5 separate regions of the Mus musculus genome follow, and all the other regions are linked to region 5. The links are chromatin contacts, called in public HiChIP or PLAC-seq maps. All regions are on one chromosome and are shown on one strand. The core of a region is the stretch at or near the end of the contact, and the rest is flanking DNA. Distances in the headings are between cores, read along the strand shown. Region 1 overlaps Tead1 (TEA domain family member 1). Region 2 overlaps Tead1 (TEA domain family member 1). Region 3 overlaps Parva (parvin, alpha). Region 4 overlaps Parva (parvin, alpha). Region 5 has its middle 28 kb from the start of Gm24154.

Region 1 (2,700 bases), core at 67-2,566, 140 kb after region 5:
ATGGCCTGCTTAATCCCTATTCTGCCTCTGGTAATGAAGGTAGATGCTCCAGGTCGAATTGATCTGAAATTCTTAAGAGTGAAGAGGAGTGTTTGATGTGTTCTCGGAGGCAAAGCTTACTGGACATTTATTTAATGCAGATATGTTTCATGTAACCTGGCACAAACAACTTGGGTCTCAGTGGAGGCATCAGAGTCTTTCCAAGACGAGGTTGTCACTAGCAGCTAATGCTGCTTCAGTGTTGATGTTGGTAAAGGACTGTAGCTCTGGGGCCAGCCCTTCAGAATAGCATTGCCGCCTCAGGATCAGCCCAGTCAGCTTGGGATGGCGACCGAGGAGGAAAGAGCCCGCGATAGATAGACACATTTCAGTTGCACTCTTGTGCATGTTTATTGAGTTAGTTATTATTGCATAATGTTGGAGCCAAAGAGTATGGTGTGATTATAGGTTTTATTGTTGGGTCTTGAGCTATATCCAGACATCGTTTTCCATAGGGAACTTGAATCCCAAAAGAGGAGAGATTATGCCTTTGTTTTGAAATAACTTTTTTTGGGGGGGGGTCTGTAGTAAAGCATGAAAAGTTGAACTTATCATTTACAGATTGGGGTGCAGGCACGCTGAGATGCTGCCTCAGGGCGTTAAGTGCTTGCTGTACAAGCATGGGAACACCAGTGCTGGGGTGTAGAGACAGGTGGATTCGGTAGCTCTCAGGCCAGACAGTCAGGCCTATTAGTGTGGTCCATATTCAATAAAAGACCCTGTCTCAAAAAATAAGGCGGAAAGCACCTCCTGTAGATTTGTGGCCTCATGCATGCATATTAGAAACACACGCCTACATACAAATTACTCATTCTCTTGCATTTATCTCCATGATAGAATGCATGCTTAGCATGTATGTGCAAAGCTCTGGGTATAACCCCAGGACCCCAAACAAAAAAAGTTCTTCTGCTCAGCCCTCCATCCAAACCATTCCCCATTGTCTCCACTCAGCAATGGAGATAACTGTTCAGGAAAGGGCCAGGCTTTTTGTTGCTACTCTGCAATCTGCCATTTTACTGTGTAGCTTGCTTCCCTGACAGGTACTGGTGGCCAGGTGCCGTTAATCCAGGTCAAGATGAAGAAAATGTACTTTTGTCAATTCCCCAGGCATCTAGCCGACCAGCCGGGTCTCAGGTATTCCAGATATGAGCGACGTGCTGTTGCGCAAGCTCCATGCATTGCTAGCTAGGAGATACAGAGGCCTGCCTGCCCTGAGCCCTTTGTTCTCCTGCTTGAAAGCAGTTAATTAGCAACTGTCTCCATAGCAACTACCTCATAGTCCAAAAACATTGTCTAGTTTTTCAGTTTAGCTTATCACACTGTTTACCTGAAGGGCTTTTCAGTGCTCTGAGTCTCATTTGAGTTGGCACCATGCCTATTGGGGAAGTGAATTGTCAAGAAAGAAAAAACACCACGGTAGCCAGGAGCCAAGCAGCCTTCTGACCAGGGCCATCCTGGGTGCTGGATGTGTAGCAAACAAAAGTTGCGTAGGCCTAATCTTTTTACCTATATTTTTCAGCTTGGCAGAAAACTGCTGTCCTTGCCCACCTGGCCCCGAGTCTGGAGGCTGCTTTCTCTCCCCCGCCCCCCCTTCCTGAAAGGTTTTCTAATGTTGTTCACATTCCCTCTTTATGGTAAGTTTTCTGTTATTGCTCATCCTGCAACCCCAGGTGTTCTCAGCCACAGAGCAGTCGAGGAAAGTTCTTCCTCCCTCGGGCATTTCTGAAGGCCCTGGGATGGTGGGTTTAGAAATGTGTGTGCAAATTTAGAACCACTTTGTTTTTCCATCTTCCCGAGGAAGAACCCCTCTTTCCTGCCTCTGGTAGCTTAGGTGGGCCATGTTTAAGACCAGGCAACTTCAGGTGGCTTTGAGTAAAACAGGAAGGAGAATTACGGCTTTTCATAAGCCACAAAGACGATAATACTTTTCACGGCTTTTGTTGATGGAGCACTACGTGTGTGGCCCACCGATTAGGCAAGGTGGGAGGTGTGTAGGAAGGAAGGCTCCTTCCTGAGTGTCTGCTGTGTGTGTGTCTTAATGGAACTGGCTCTCCTGGGCTGCTCGTGGTGACGCTGCAGCTTGGCCCCATACTCACAGAGCTCCATGGGGGTTGTTGGTGGGTTTAGTCTGTGTATATTATAGACTGTAGTGTGCTGCACACCTTTGCTAAGAAAGCAGGATAGAGGAGCTGGAGAAATGGCTCAGAAGTTAAGAGCAGTTGTTGCTCTTTCAGAGGACCCAGGTTCAGTTCTCACAGCTCCAGTTTCAGGGGGATCCGACTCCTTTTCTTTCAGGCAAAACACTCATACACATAAGTTAAAATAAATCTTAAAATATACAAGCTGGATAGAATTTAGGTAGTGTATATACACTGTGGCATTGCTTAAGCTGGGTCTAGGGGGAAAAGAAACCATGAAGCCTTCCTGCATGCTTTTCCAGAGCCTCTTAATAGATAGACAGCGGAGAACAATATGCTTGAGGCCTTGGCTGGAGGTTCTAGCAGGGAGTAGCTTGGAATACCCTTGAGGGTAGGAAGGTACGCCTTTGTCTGGGGAGATGGTTCACTTCGGTGTGTAGCCTCTGCAGGGACAAATGCCAAGCAGTGAAGATGGGAGGAGACACCCACCTAGCTAGTCAGATCAGGGGACTCACTCCTGGGC
Region 2 (2,819 bases), core at 155-2,654, 180 kb after region 5:
AATTTCAGATTCGGTTAGTTCTGAGTCCTTATTACAAAGCAGATTTTATTCAAATGGTAAAAAATCTTAACATTTTCTCATCTTTAGAGCTGGCCTAAAACACAAAGATTTAAGAGCAATCTCCTTTTGCCCAGTATTAGGAATCTGTGACAAGTAGAGTGACTACTACTTTCCCTTGTCAGTGAGTCCATCCATAAAGCCCACTAGTCACTTTGCACCAACACTTAGCCTGGCTGCTGCCTCCTCTGTCACCACTACCACCATCAGATTGTACAGGCGTAGGGGTTGTGTTTGGGGGTGCAAGAAAGACTATTGTTTCTAGACACCCAAGTATGGCCGCAGACAAACCCGCAGAGCAGCATGTCCGGGAGGGAGCATGTGTCTACTCAGAGCGCCAGATCAACCCCAATAGTTTTTCAGGGATGCTAACCCTCTTGTAACTGCCAAATTGGATTTGTCGCTGAATGAAGTATCAGCTGCTGCGGACAAGGCCATAAAAGCCAGCCGGCTGGCCCCTTTGTAGGCGAGGCTTAGCCAACGATTGATATGTTTTAGCACTTTCAGAATTATTGTGATTAGGAGGAAACCATTCTGAATGAGAGAGAAAAGGGGGAAGGACTTACAGTCACAGCTGGTGAGCAGCGTGTGTTTGCAAAGAGGAAGTCACCATTATGGCTTTCTCCTGGTTCCTGCCCTCAGTGAATAGTGTGAAATCTCGGGAGGAGGAAGTCCTGTCCCTACTAGAGTCTCCTCTGCAGGATCTGGAATGTTTAGGATTTGAGAAGCCTGTGCGTTTAGACATCAAGGTGTGTGCATGTGCGCAATACACAGTGGCTAAATGCACACTGGTCACCACGTGTGAGTGAATTGAGTTAATTAACTGTAGAGCTATCACTAGTAACAATGAATGTCTTATCTTAGATTTCCCACACCTGAGGTTCTATGACGCACTTTTAAAATAAGACTCTTTGTCACCTGTCCTCAGGGTGGCCTTGCAGGTTAAATGGGAAGACACAGTGCCTGGTTTAGGCTGTCCAGGTATCATACAGTGTTTTTAGACCGAATATTTTTAGGTACCACCCGTCCTAGGAACTCTTACCCTGATCGTGCACCAGCCAGGAGGCAGCTCTTGGAGTGGCTCAGAGCTGTGTGGCTTTCCCAGCATTCCCAAATACACATGGATTGGCTGCCTCTCTCGCAGTCCCCGAGGGCACCCCATTCCAGTTCAGAGTTTGCTCAGCAATACAACTCAGGAAAGAGGCCGGCTTGCCAGGTCCCGGGGAGAGCCTTTCCAAGCCTGTGAAAAGCACGAAGCATCCAGCAGCCGAGCCTGCTTACAGCTGGCCCTCCTGGCCCTCTGCTAGCTTTGATCTGCGAATCAGGCCGCACCATGAATGCCCTTATTGTCATGTTCTGTGTACACAGTGTGTGAATTATTGAAAATAGGGAGGCCTGGGCCTCATCTGGTAGAGATTACAGTGCAGGCATGCTGGGCGAAGGTCTGTAATTGAAAATCCCCAGATGCTGTTTATTTGCCCTTTGTCACATGACCTGCAGCAGGAAGATTGTCTGAACAAAACGCTGCCTGCGTGGAGAGTAGAGCCTGCCATCCCCCACCCCAGAGCTTCCACAGGCGCAGTCAGTACACAGCTTAAACACCTGCCCGGAGGATTTTTAAAGGCTTAAAATAGATTCGCTCATAGCATTTAAATAGAAGGCATCTTGCTTGTTGGTTTAAACTGCTTAAGCGGTTGTTGACTTGTGGAACCTTCTATCCACACGAGGGTTTGCTGGATAATTTCACTTTGAGATATCTTTACAAAGCAGAATTCAAGGCTAGAGCCATATAAGGCTATGACGCATGGGCTCTTGAGTGTAGTGGGTGAGCTAGCAGATGTATAGTCCTTCTATCTTTAGAAAACATTATGGATACCCAGCATATGGCCCTGAGTTAGTGAGTTGATTCTTACCTGTTTGACCTGTTGTGAAGAAAAGATGTTTCCTGGAAAGTATTTTCTCAAAGGCCAACTTACCTTTTTGTCAGGTGGATTGGGGCAGATGCTACTTCTAAAAGCTATGAAGGCCACCAGAATTTTAAAAAAAAAAGGAAAGCCAGGTGTCCCAATACAAGCCTCTCAGCCAACTACTCCAGGCTTAAGACTGAGAGATAACTTCATAGACAATTTTCAACACCAGCCTAGGCATCGTGGGGAGGCCCTGTGTCGGCCGGATGGATGGGTAGGTGGGTGGGTGGGTGGATGGATGGCGGATGGGTGAATGGATTCTGAAGATACAAGGTTCTTAGTTTTCTGAGTTTATTACACTCATCCTACCTCTGGTCCTTTGTCTCACCTGCCGCTCAGAGGGGAGGGAAAGTCACAGGTAGTTCAGTATTCCACAGTCTTTCCACCCAGATCCTGTTGTACCTTAAGGACGGGAGCCCTGGCTTTTCCTTCTTCTGCCAGCATGGAGCTCTTTCATGTTCCCCGTGGAGAGAACACATCAGATGACTGCTTCTTCTGCCCCACCGTGCTGCTCTTCAGAGTAAAAGTGTTACAGGAAGAGATGGAAACCAGCATCAGTATGGCGGCCGATCGTAGCCTCTCCTGAGGTGCTGTGAGCCAGGAAGACAGTAGTCTCTGGAATCAGAATATGGCCCCTGCTTTCATGAAGCCCAGAATTTGTCAAGGAAATTGGGCAAATCCGTATACCATATCACCAGGCAGTTCTTGTACAGTATCCAGAGAGTCAGGAACTGGTGATCAAAAGGTCCTTCTAGTGGTCATGATGTCCTAGGCCGTGGTGTCTTAGGAACTTAG
Region 3 (2,700 bases), core at 141-2,640, 200 kb before region 5:
ACTTGACTGTGCCATCTCCTCCGCTTCCTTCTGTTGACAAGTGGGTTTTGCAGGTGACCTGCATCTGGGACAGAAGTTAATCATCAGATGGGTCACATCTGCTGTGGACCTGAGCCTGCTGGAGCACGTGTCTGTCACACCCCATACTTCAGGGAGTGTTTCTGGGGGTCACTTTGTAGCAGATGTAGCCACAGTACTTATTAACACCACTGCTCTCAGCTGTGCTGTGGCAAGCACAGTTCAGCTCTCTGCAGTCAGGAGTGACGCTCTGCACCAAGTATAGCTGAGGTGACCTGGAGGTGGCCACATTGGGCTGGCATGGGTTGTTTCTACCATGATGTGAATGCAGGTTGTGGGTACCCCATGACTCAGGAGGCTCAGTGTAGCAGGCTCCATGTTCCCCTCTCTCCATAACACCTTCATTGGTAGGATATTAACTCTGCTAATTGCAGAGTCCCCTGACTTCTTGATTCAGAATAGTGATTCTACAGTCAATGTTTGCCTTGGCTTGCATGACTATGGGGGCTGCAGGCAGAAGAGGAGGTAGAAGATGAGGCACTAAGGCAGCAGGTGTGGGCATTCTGAACAGAGACTCTGAACAGTATCTGTCACATGCCTTAGTTTTTCTATTACCATCTTTCTTGTTGCTGGGACAAAATACCTGGTGGAAGGAAGGAAGGAAGGAAGGAAGGAAGGAAGGGAGGGAGGGAGGGAGGGAGGGAGGAAGGAAGGAAGCTAGCTTAACTTGGCTCACAGTTCCAGGGTGCATTTATGGGAAAGAGGCCATGGCAGCAGGAGCATGAGCCAGCCAGCCATATCGCACCTGCAGGCAGGATGCAGAGGGAAACAATGCTGGTGCCCACTGCCTCCTTTTTATTTTGTCTTGGACCCTACCCCATGGGATGGTGCCACCCACAATCCAGGATGGCTCTTTGCTGTTCTGTAAAAACCTTTCTGGACACGTCTTCATAGATACACTCAGGGATGTGTTTCTATGGTGATCCTAAATCCAGTTAAGTTGACAGTCACGATTAACCGTCACGGCCTTGAATCAGAGAGACTTATGGGAATCCGGGGCACAGTCTCAGATGCAGGGTCCTGAGGAGAAAGGCCAGCAGGCTGGGCTCCTCACTGAGTAACAGCTTGAGCTGTTGATAACCACTACAGAATCACAATTTCACTGGCTCCATGAGGCCCCGAGAGGGTGTTCACAAAGGAGCCTCCAGCTTCTTGCCCTATTCACCCCGCTCCCTCGCACCTCAGGCTTGGAAATAAACAGTCCTCTCTGCTGGAAGGAATTTTCCTATTTACCATAAGGCTGAGTACACATACACACCCTTCCTGGCTCGCAGCCCTGGTGGAGCAGACCTGCAGATGACAGGTAGTTAATAGTGACAGCTGGGAGAAGCCTGGGCAGCAGGAGCTGACAGTTTTGAGGTTGTTTGCAAAACACAGGGGGAGGGTAACCCAGTTCCAATGTAAAGCAAGTCTGAGGGTGTAGCCCTTGTCAGGGAGCTGCAGCTGCGTCTTGGCTGAGGGTTGCAAGGCGTCCTGGTGGGCTCGGTAGCCCCTCCAGCGCCTGTCCAGTCTCCCGGAGGAAAAATGACGCCTCACCTGCTTTTCCTCACTCCCGTCATTATGGGAAATTGCAAGGCTCCCTGGTGACTCCGAAGGAGAAGATTGATTTGTTGCTTCTGATTGTCACTGTGCTAATGTGACAGGGTGATGGGCACCCAGATTCACGCCTAGTAATGGCCCTGCCAGAGGTGGATGTTAACACAATTGGGACCCGACACTTCAATAAATCGGGGACATTCTACCACAGAGATCAGAGTTCAGAATTGCTTAAATTGGTGTTGAAGCAGGTGGGGAAGAGGAGTCCAGGGGCCATGAATTTCATGGTTGGCAATTGACTTTCATTTTGGAAGGCCTGACTGTCAGCTTTTCCAGTCTATGACATCAATTGAAGTCATTTGGACTCCTGGCTACCTAGCCCTTTCAGGATTGCTGGTTCTGGGAATTGTGATTCATGGTGTTCTTGTGTGAAAAAAAAAAAATCTAACAGCCTCTTCTGAACCTCTGGGGTTGGAAGATTGTGTTTGATGGGGAGGATGGAGGGAGTGTGAATGACAGATTCCGCTCCTGCCTGGTGCGCTGATCCCTCCCAAGCCACCCTTCTTGCCCAGACCTCTTACCTTAGGGCCTCTTGCCTTAACTTGCAGGTTCATTAACCTGGGTGTCATGATACTGTCATGCAGTAGTACCTTGTCTTCACGTAGCTTCTCGTGAGGTGGGAATGCACATTTTAGGTCTCTGCTGGGAGTTGAAAGCCAGAGGAAAGACTGGTCCCTATAGAGGAATGGTAATTAAAAAAAAAAATCTATACTGAGATATAACCTAAAGGTGTTGTGTTTGCTGTTGTACAATCATTGCTATAAGTTGAAGATGTTTTCTCTGCCTGCTTCCCCATCCCTCTACCTCAGTCTACTCTTTATTTCCATGGATTTGCTTACTGTCCTGGATAGCTTTAAGATCAGCTTGACATAGATAGCCTCAGCTGAGGAATGGCCTGCATCATATTGGCCTGTGGGCATGACTGGAGAATTATCTTGATTGTTAATTGTTGTAGGAAGGTCCAGCCCATCATGGGCAGCATCATCCCTAGACAGGTGGTCCCCAACTATGTAAGAAAGCAAGCTG
Region 4 (2,700 bases), core at 163-2,662, 150 kb before region 5:
TTAAGCCACTTCAAGCCATCTTGGCAGCCCACCTTTTCTAACTTTATAGAGGGAAATATCCTATCTTTTGATTTTAAAGAATTCTTATAAAGAATTAATGTTGGAAGTGATACATGTCTATAATCTCAACTACTAAAGAGACTGACTGGGCAGGAGGATTACAAGTTCAAGGTCAGCCTAGGTAATTTAGCAAGATCCTATTTAAAATTCAAATTTCTTTTTTAAAGGGGTTAAGACGGTAGCTTTGTGGTAGAATGCTTGCTTAGTGTGTGGAAGGCTGGAATTTAATCCCCAGGTTGAGGGAGGAAGGGAGGGGGAGGGAGGGAGGAAGGGAGGGAAGAAAAGGAAGAAGGAAGGAGGGAGGGGTAAGTTAGTTGAATGTTATTGATGGCTTCCTCCATATCTGCTAAAACATTCCTTAAAGATTTATTTTAATTTTATGTATATGAGTATTTGCCTGTATGTGTATATGTATAGTAAACATGGGTGCAGTGCCTATGGGGGCAGAAGAGAGGTCAGATCCCCCGGAACTGGTATTGCAGCTGTTTGTGAGCTGTCATGTGGGTGTTAGGAACCAACCCAGGTCCTCTGAAGAGCAGCCAGTGCCCTGAACTGCTGAGCCATGCCTCCAGCCGCTCAGAATAATCTTATATTTCAAAACATTTCATGTACAAGTTTTGAATTATTACCTCAGTGGTGCTAATTCTCTGTCCTCTGAGATTGCTTGTAACTGATTTTGAGACTTTTTCCTGTACTTTTGGGAGGATATTATTTATGATTTATTAAACTATTCAGATAATTTCCTCTCTCTCTCTCTCTCTCTCTCCCTCTCTCTCTCTCTCTCTCTCTCTCTCTCCGATGTATGTGTGTGTGTGTGTGTGTGTATACATGGATTGTCAGCAAGCACAGTTGAATATACACCACCTAGACTAGTTAGCACTAGGTTAAGTGCTACATGGTAGATATCCCATGATTCATCAAGAACAAACAAAAGCCCCTAAAAGCTATCACCTCCCCTCTTCCTGGAGTCTTAGGGGCTCCCCTGGGAGATTTTAGCATTTCCCCCACTGGACCCCCATTAGTCAGTCTAGGTCAGTGACACAACCCCACCAGGGAACCTGCTCGTGTGGCCTCTTCCCAACACTTTGCAGAAGGTGACTTCCTGCATACCTGTCCTGGTCCTGAGGACACGCTCCTCTAAGTACCCACAAGTGATATCTCCCTGCTTGTGTCCCAGTGTTTTCCTTAAGTGTGTCACTCACCATGGCAAATAATTATCCTAGCTGTATCCTATTATCTAATTGCCTCCTGTGTCATTATGTGTGTCCCCTGAGTCCAGCATCCCTGTAGGGACAGGGTGGAGGGAGGCTTCAGGTCTGTTTATTTATTTAACACAAGCTGCTCTGTGCTGCTAAGTATGTGGCAAACACTCAGAAACCCTCTCTGAGTAAGCAATTGGGTGACTCAGTAATTCTCACCTTACTCTCAGGCAAAACCCAGATTCTGGCCAGGGGCGGATTTGATCAGCTTTAGTGAGCTGGATTAGATTAGCTTTAGTGAACTCATTAGGAGAAAGAAACAAAAGGGTTTCCACAAGGGGCCATGCTTATCTTCCAGGCTGTCAAATTTGTCTATCCATCCTCTTCCATTCAAGGCATGGGTAACTGTTGAGTAGTTCCTGGGAGCTGAGAATGGAAGCTTCAGGGTTGGGGACACACACACACACACACACACACACACACACACACACACACACAGAGAGAGAGAGAGAGAGAGAGAGAGAGAGAGCCTTCCCTGGTTTCATGGTGTTCCCAGTCTAGTAGCAGAAGCTGGTTTTAAGCAAACCAACCAACCACTAGCTACACAGCTACAAATCGTGCTAAGTATCATAAAGGGGAGAGAATGGTGTGGATACCTGCAGTTGGTTTTCTCAATGAGCAGGGTTTTTCAGATGACAGGTTAAGCTGAGATATGCAAAGGTCCTGAGGTGTGGGTTGTATTGTTCCTTAGAGAGGCAACCAAAAGCTAGTATGTGACTGGAGCATGATGAGTCAGGGTGGAGTTCTATGGGGTGAGCCTGGATGGGGCCTGATGACGGGTAAGGTCCTGTGGTCCAGGCCTGGGCATTTGAGTTCTAATCAATTGATTATATGTTTTCCAAGATGCTGTATGCTAGCCACTTTTCTATTTTCTACATCACTATGATAAAAATGCCTAAGAAAAACAATAGAAGGAGAAAAGATTCAGGGCCATGGATTCATAAGCTTTCTTTCATGGTCAACTGGCTCCATTGACCTAGGCCTGGCGTGAGCCAAAACCCATGGTCGAGGACTCCCTCAGCAGTCAGGACAGACAGATGGACAAAAAAGGCCCTACCTGGGCTGGTGAGATGGCTCAGTGGGTAAGAGCACCTGACTGCTCTTCCAAAGGTCCAGAGTTCAAATCCCAGCAACCACATGGTGGCTCACAACCATCCATAACAAGATCTGACTCCCTCTTCTGGTGTGTCTGAAGACAGCTACAGTGTACTTACATAAAATAATAAACAAATCTTTAAAAAAAAAAAAAAGGCCCTACCTTTTTTGTAATAATGTCGTCAAATCGTGTGTACATCAATGGATTCACTCACTGCTTAGGATAGAATCCTCAGTTCAGTCCTGTATCCAAAGCCCTGCCTCTAAATACTACCCTCAGGACCGA
Region 5 (2,741 bases), core at 234-2,733:
TCCTCGCAAACCTGTGCAAACCTTAAAGAATGGGTTCTGAAACTCTAGGACTTGTGTGAATGCCTGACCCAGATATAGGCACAGGCTCACTGAGCTCAAAGCCAGCCTTCTGGGGACAGGTCCAGACTGTTCCAGAACGTTCCTTCAGCAAGCGGTCTAGGAACACTGTGGCCCCATAACTGCTGCTCAGGTGGATTACGACTTAAGATTGAGTAGGATCAGAAAAGTCTTTGGCCCCCTCAGCCCCATTCATCAACCCTTTCCTCTGGAGGTTCTGGGTTTCTGTCCCCCATCCCCCACTGTTTATCTTCCAGGCCCTGGAATCACCCAAGCAGAGAGGAGTGTTTTCCCCTGGGGAAGGATTGCATCACGGACTGGGAACGTTCTGTGAAGTGTTTGTTCTACTTAGGTTTAGGAAATATGGGTGGCTGCCACCCAGTGTTCTTGGCCCCCTCTCCTCCATCAGAGCCTAGGTGATGTCCTGACCCAGTTGGCGCTGCATGTGTCTTCAGAGCAGCCACTAGGGGGAGTCGTCCCAGGAGCTGGCGGGAATGGAGGGCTGGAGGCGGGTCTTGACATTGTCTTAGGTTAGCACCTAAAATGATTGTGATTATGCTAAATAGACCAGCATTTGGAGAATGTTGTGGAGAGGGAAAAACAGTTGAAACAAATGGGCAAAGGAACATTCGCATATTTCCACATGACCTGGCTGGGTTTTCCCTGGTGGTCTTCTCGTACAGACCCGTTTCCTACACACAGAGTTAAAGTCAGTCCAGATTTTTCCCAGTCATGAGAACCTAGATGTACCTCACCAAATGAAGGCTTAGGAAAGCATTTATTGGCTCCTTTCCATTTTGTTCAGCGAAACAGCATCACATTGACATTAGAGCTGGAGAGATGACTAACTGGTTAAATGCTTGCCGCTTTTCTAGAGGACCTAAGTTTAATCCCCAGCACCCAGATGGGGCAGCTTACAACAGCCTATCACCAGCTCCAGGCATCTAATGCCCTCTGCTGGCCTCTGTGGGCACCTATACACATGTGTATGGCCAGCTCACACATACACACACACACACACACACACACACACACACCTAAACCAAAAAAAAAAAAAAAAAATCTTAAAAAAAAATCTCAGTTATATAAAGGGCTTGTTAATACATTTTTTAGATTAAAAATAGAGGCCACCAAGATGTCTCAGTGGGTAAAGCACTTGCCACCAAGCCTAGCCCCTCCATGTCCTTCCAGACCACTCAGAAGCTCTGAGTGAGGGGTCTCCACTCCTCCAATAAAGAGACCTATGCAACAGTCCCCTCTCTTTAACTCGGCTCTGAGGCTCAGAGTTGCTTCTTGATGCTTTTATTCTTCTTTTGAAAGCCAGGGTTCCTCTTTAAAAACCTGGGTCCTTCCATTTACCCAGCATCTCCCTCCCTTCCACCCTCTCAACCAACCCCAGGAATTACATGACTCATAATGACTAAAACTCAGACAACATAACTGCAGCCATAGAAGGTGGATCTAGTGAGTGCTTTTCCGTTCTCACTATTGTTAATTATCCATGTAAGATTCAATTGCTGCTAAGTAAACAGAACTCAAAATACTAAAGCCAACAGAAGTGTTTATTGAGTCATGTAACTGAAAACTTCAATGATGTATCTGCAGGTGCAGAGAGATCCAGGTGTTAACTGATGCCTGGAGCCTGCCTCTGCCTCCAAAGTGCTGGGATTAAAGGCCTGAGCCACCACACCCAACCCTTAGGAGCCATTTTATTTTTTTAACCATAGCAAAAGTAATATAAAAAATACCAAATAGCCAGGTATGACTTTAATCCCAGCACTCAGAAGACAAGAAGGATGCCTGAGTTCAAAGCCAGCCTGGTCTATGTAGTGAGTTCCAGGACAGTCAAGGCTACACAGAAAAATCCTGTCTCAAAAAAAAAAAAAAAAAAAAAAAGCAAAAAACCCAACCCCCACAACCAACCAACCAAACCACAAAAGAAAAAAAAAACAAAAAACAAAATAAAAAAGTATATCAAATATATAGCAATGAGACATGTAAGATTTTTTAAAAGATTTATGTATGTATGTATGTATGTATGTATTTATATGAGTACACTGTTGCTGTCTTCAGACACACCAGAAGAGGGCGTCAGATCCATCAGATCCTATTACAGATGGTTATAAGCCACCATGTGGTTGCTGGGAATTGAACTCAGGACCTGTGGAAGAGCAGTCAGTGCTCTTAACCACTGAGCCATCTCTCCAGCCCCCAAGACATGTAAGATTTTTATACTGAGAAAAATATGCTACTAAGATAAATAAAAATCTAAGTAAATAAGAGGGGATATACCATGTTTATGAATAAAAAAAGGAACAGTAATTTTCTCCAAATCTATCTATAAGCTATGTGTAATCCTGATAAATTTTGTGTCAGCAATGTTTTTTTTTAGATTTATTTATTTATTATATGTAAGTATACTGTAGCTGTCTTCAGACACACCAGAAGAGGGAGTCAGATCTCGTTAGGGATGGTTGTAAGCCACCATGTGGTTGCTGGGATTTGAACTCAGGACCTTCGGAAGAGCAGTCGGGTGCTCTTACCTGCTGAGCCATCTCACCAGCCCCAGCAATGTTTTATGAATAGAAATTGACAAGTTGATCTAAAATGCATATAGGATATGCATTTTAAAATATGCATTTTAAAAATGCAAAAGTCAAGAAGAGTCAAATTCAGCTTGGGAA

Evidence for each region. HiChIP or PLAC-seq counts read pairs in DNA pulled down with a chosen protein or histone mark.
Region 1: a contact with region 5 is called in an HNF4G HiChIP or PLAC-seq map of pancreatic cancer cells. The contact joins two enhancer-like sites. A contact is called at or near these places in 20 of 484 Hi-C or Micro-C datasets (8-cell embryo, the N1E-115 cell line, differentiating embryonic stem cells and 1 more), 6 of 115 datasets of contacts at active chromatin or transcription factors (embryonic stem cells, extraembryonic endoderm stem cells, pancreatic cancer cells and 1 more) and 1 of 9 other capture datasets (embryonic stem cells).
Region 2: a FOXA1 HiChIP or PLAC-seq map of pancreatic cancer cells shows a contact between it and region 5. The contact joins two enhancer-like sites. A contact is called at or near these places in 1 of 484 Hi-C or Micro-C datasets (the N1E-115 cell line), 4 of 115 datasets of contacts at active chromatin or transcription factors (embryonic stem cells, large pre-B cells, pancreatic cancer cells and 1 more) and 2 of 9 other capture datasets (liver and pancreatic islet).
Region 3: a contact with region 5 is called in a FOXA1 HiChIP or PLAC-seq map of pancreatic cancer cells. The contact joins two enhancer-like sites. A contact is called at or near these places in 1 of 39 promoter capture datasets (cranial neural crest), 4 of 115 datasets of contacts at active chromatin or transcription factors (embryonic stem cells, epiblast stem cells and pancreatic cancer cells) and 1 of 9 other capture datasets (embryonic stem cells).
Region 4: a FOXA1 HiChIP or PLAC-seq map of pancreatic cancer cells shows a contact between it and region 5. The contact joins two enhancer-like sites. A contact is called at or near these places in 2 of 484 Hi-C or Micro-C datasets (brown adipocytes and embryonic stem cells) and 2 of 115 datasets of contacts at active chromatin or transcription factors (embryonic stem cells and pancreatic cancer cells).

The regions. Positions count from the first base shown.
Region 1 is chr7:112,787,210-112,789,909 of GRCm38.p6, forward strand. The region is part of intron 2 of Tead1 (TEA domain family member 1); the gene reads left to right. Among named protein-coding and RNA genes, the nearest start is that of Tead1, 110 kb to the left of the region's middle. Within about 2 kb of position 1,317, at least 88 of the 459 cell types and tissues checked have an H3K27ac peak or open chromatin away from gene starts, as enhancers often do. A contact at or near this core is called in pancreatic cancer cells and trophoblast stem cells, where this site is marked.
Region 2 is chr7:112,825,002-112,827,820 of GRCm38.p6, forward strand. The region is part of intron 2 of Tead1 (TEA domain family member 1); the gene reads left to right. Among named protein-coding and RNA genes, the nearest start is that of Rassf10, 130 kb to the right of the region's middle. Within about 2 kb of position 1,405, at least 183 of the 459 cell types and tissues checked have an H3K27ac peak or open chromatin away from gene starts, as enhancers often do. A contact at or near this core is called in pancreatic cancer cells and trophoblast stem cells, where this site is marked.
Region 3 is chr7:112,443,436-112,446,135 of GRCm38.p6, forward strand. All of the region lies in intron 1 of Parva (parvin, alpha), which reads left to right. Among named protein-coding and RNA genes, the nearest start is that of Gm45998, 6.6 kb to the right of the region's middle. Within about 2 kb of position 1,391, at least 43 of the 459 cell types and tissues checked have an H3K27ac peak or open chromatin away from gene starts, as enhancers often do. A contact at or near this core is called in pancreatic cancer cells, where this site is marked.
Region 4 is chr7:112,490,484-112,493,183 of GRCm38.p6, forward strand. All of the region lies in intron 1 of Parva (parvin, alpha), which reads left to right. Among named protein-coding and RNA genes, the nearest start is that of Gm45998, 40 kb to the left of the region's middle. Within about 2 kb of position 1,413, at least 44 of the 459 cell types and tissues checked have an H3K27ac peak or open chromatin away from gene starts, as enhancers often do. A contact at or near this core is called in pancreatic cancer cells, where this site is marked.
Region 5 is chr7:112,644,433-112,647,173 of GRCm38.p6, forward strand. No RefSeq gene overlaps it. Among named protein-coding and RNA genes, the nearest start is that of Gm24154, 28 kb to the left of the region's middle. Within about 2 kb of position 1,484, at least 59 of the 459 cell types and tissues checked have an H3K27ac peak or open chromatin away from gene starts, as enhancers often do. A contact at or near this core is called in pancreatic cancer cells and trophoblast stem cells, where this site is marked.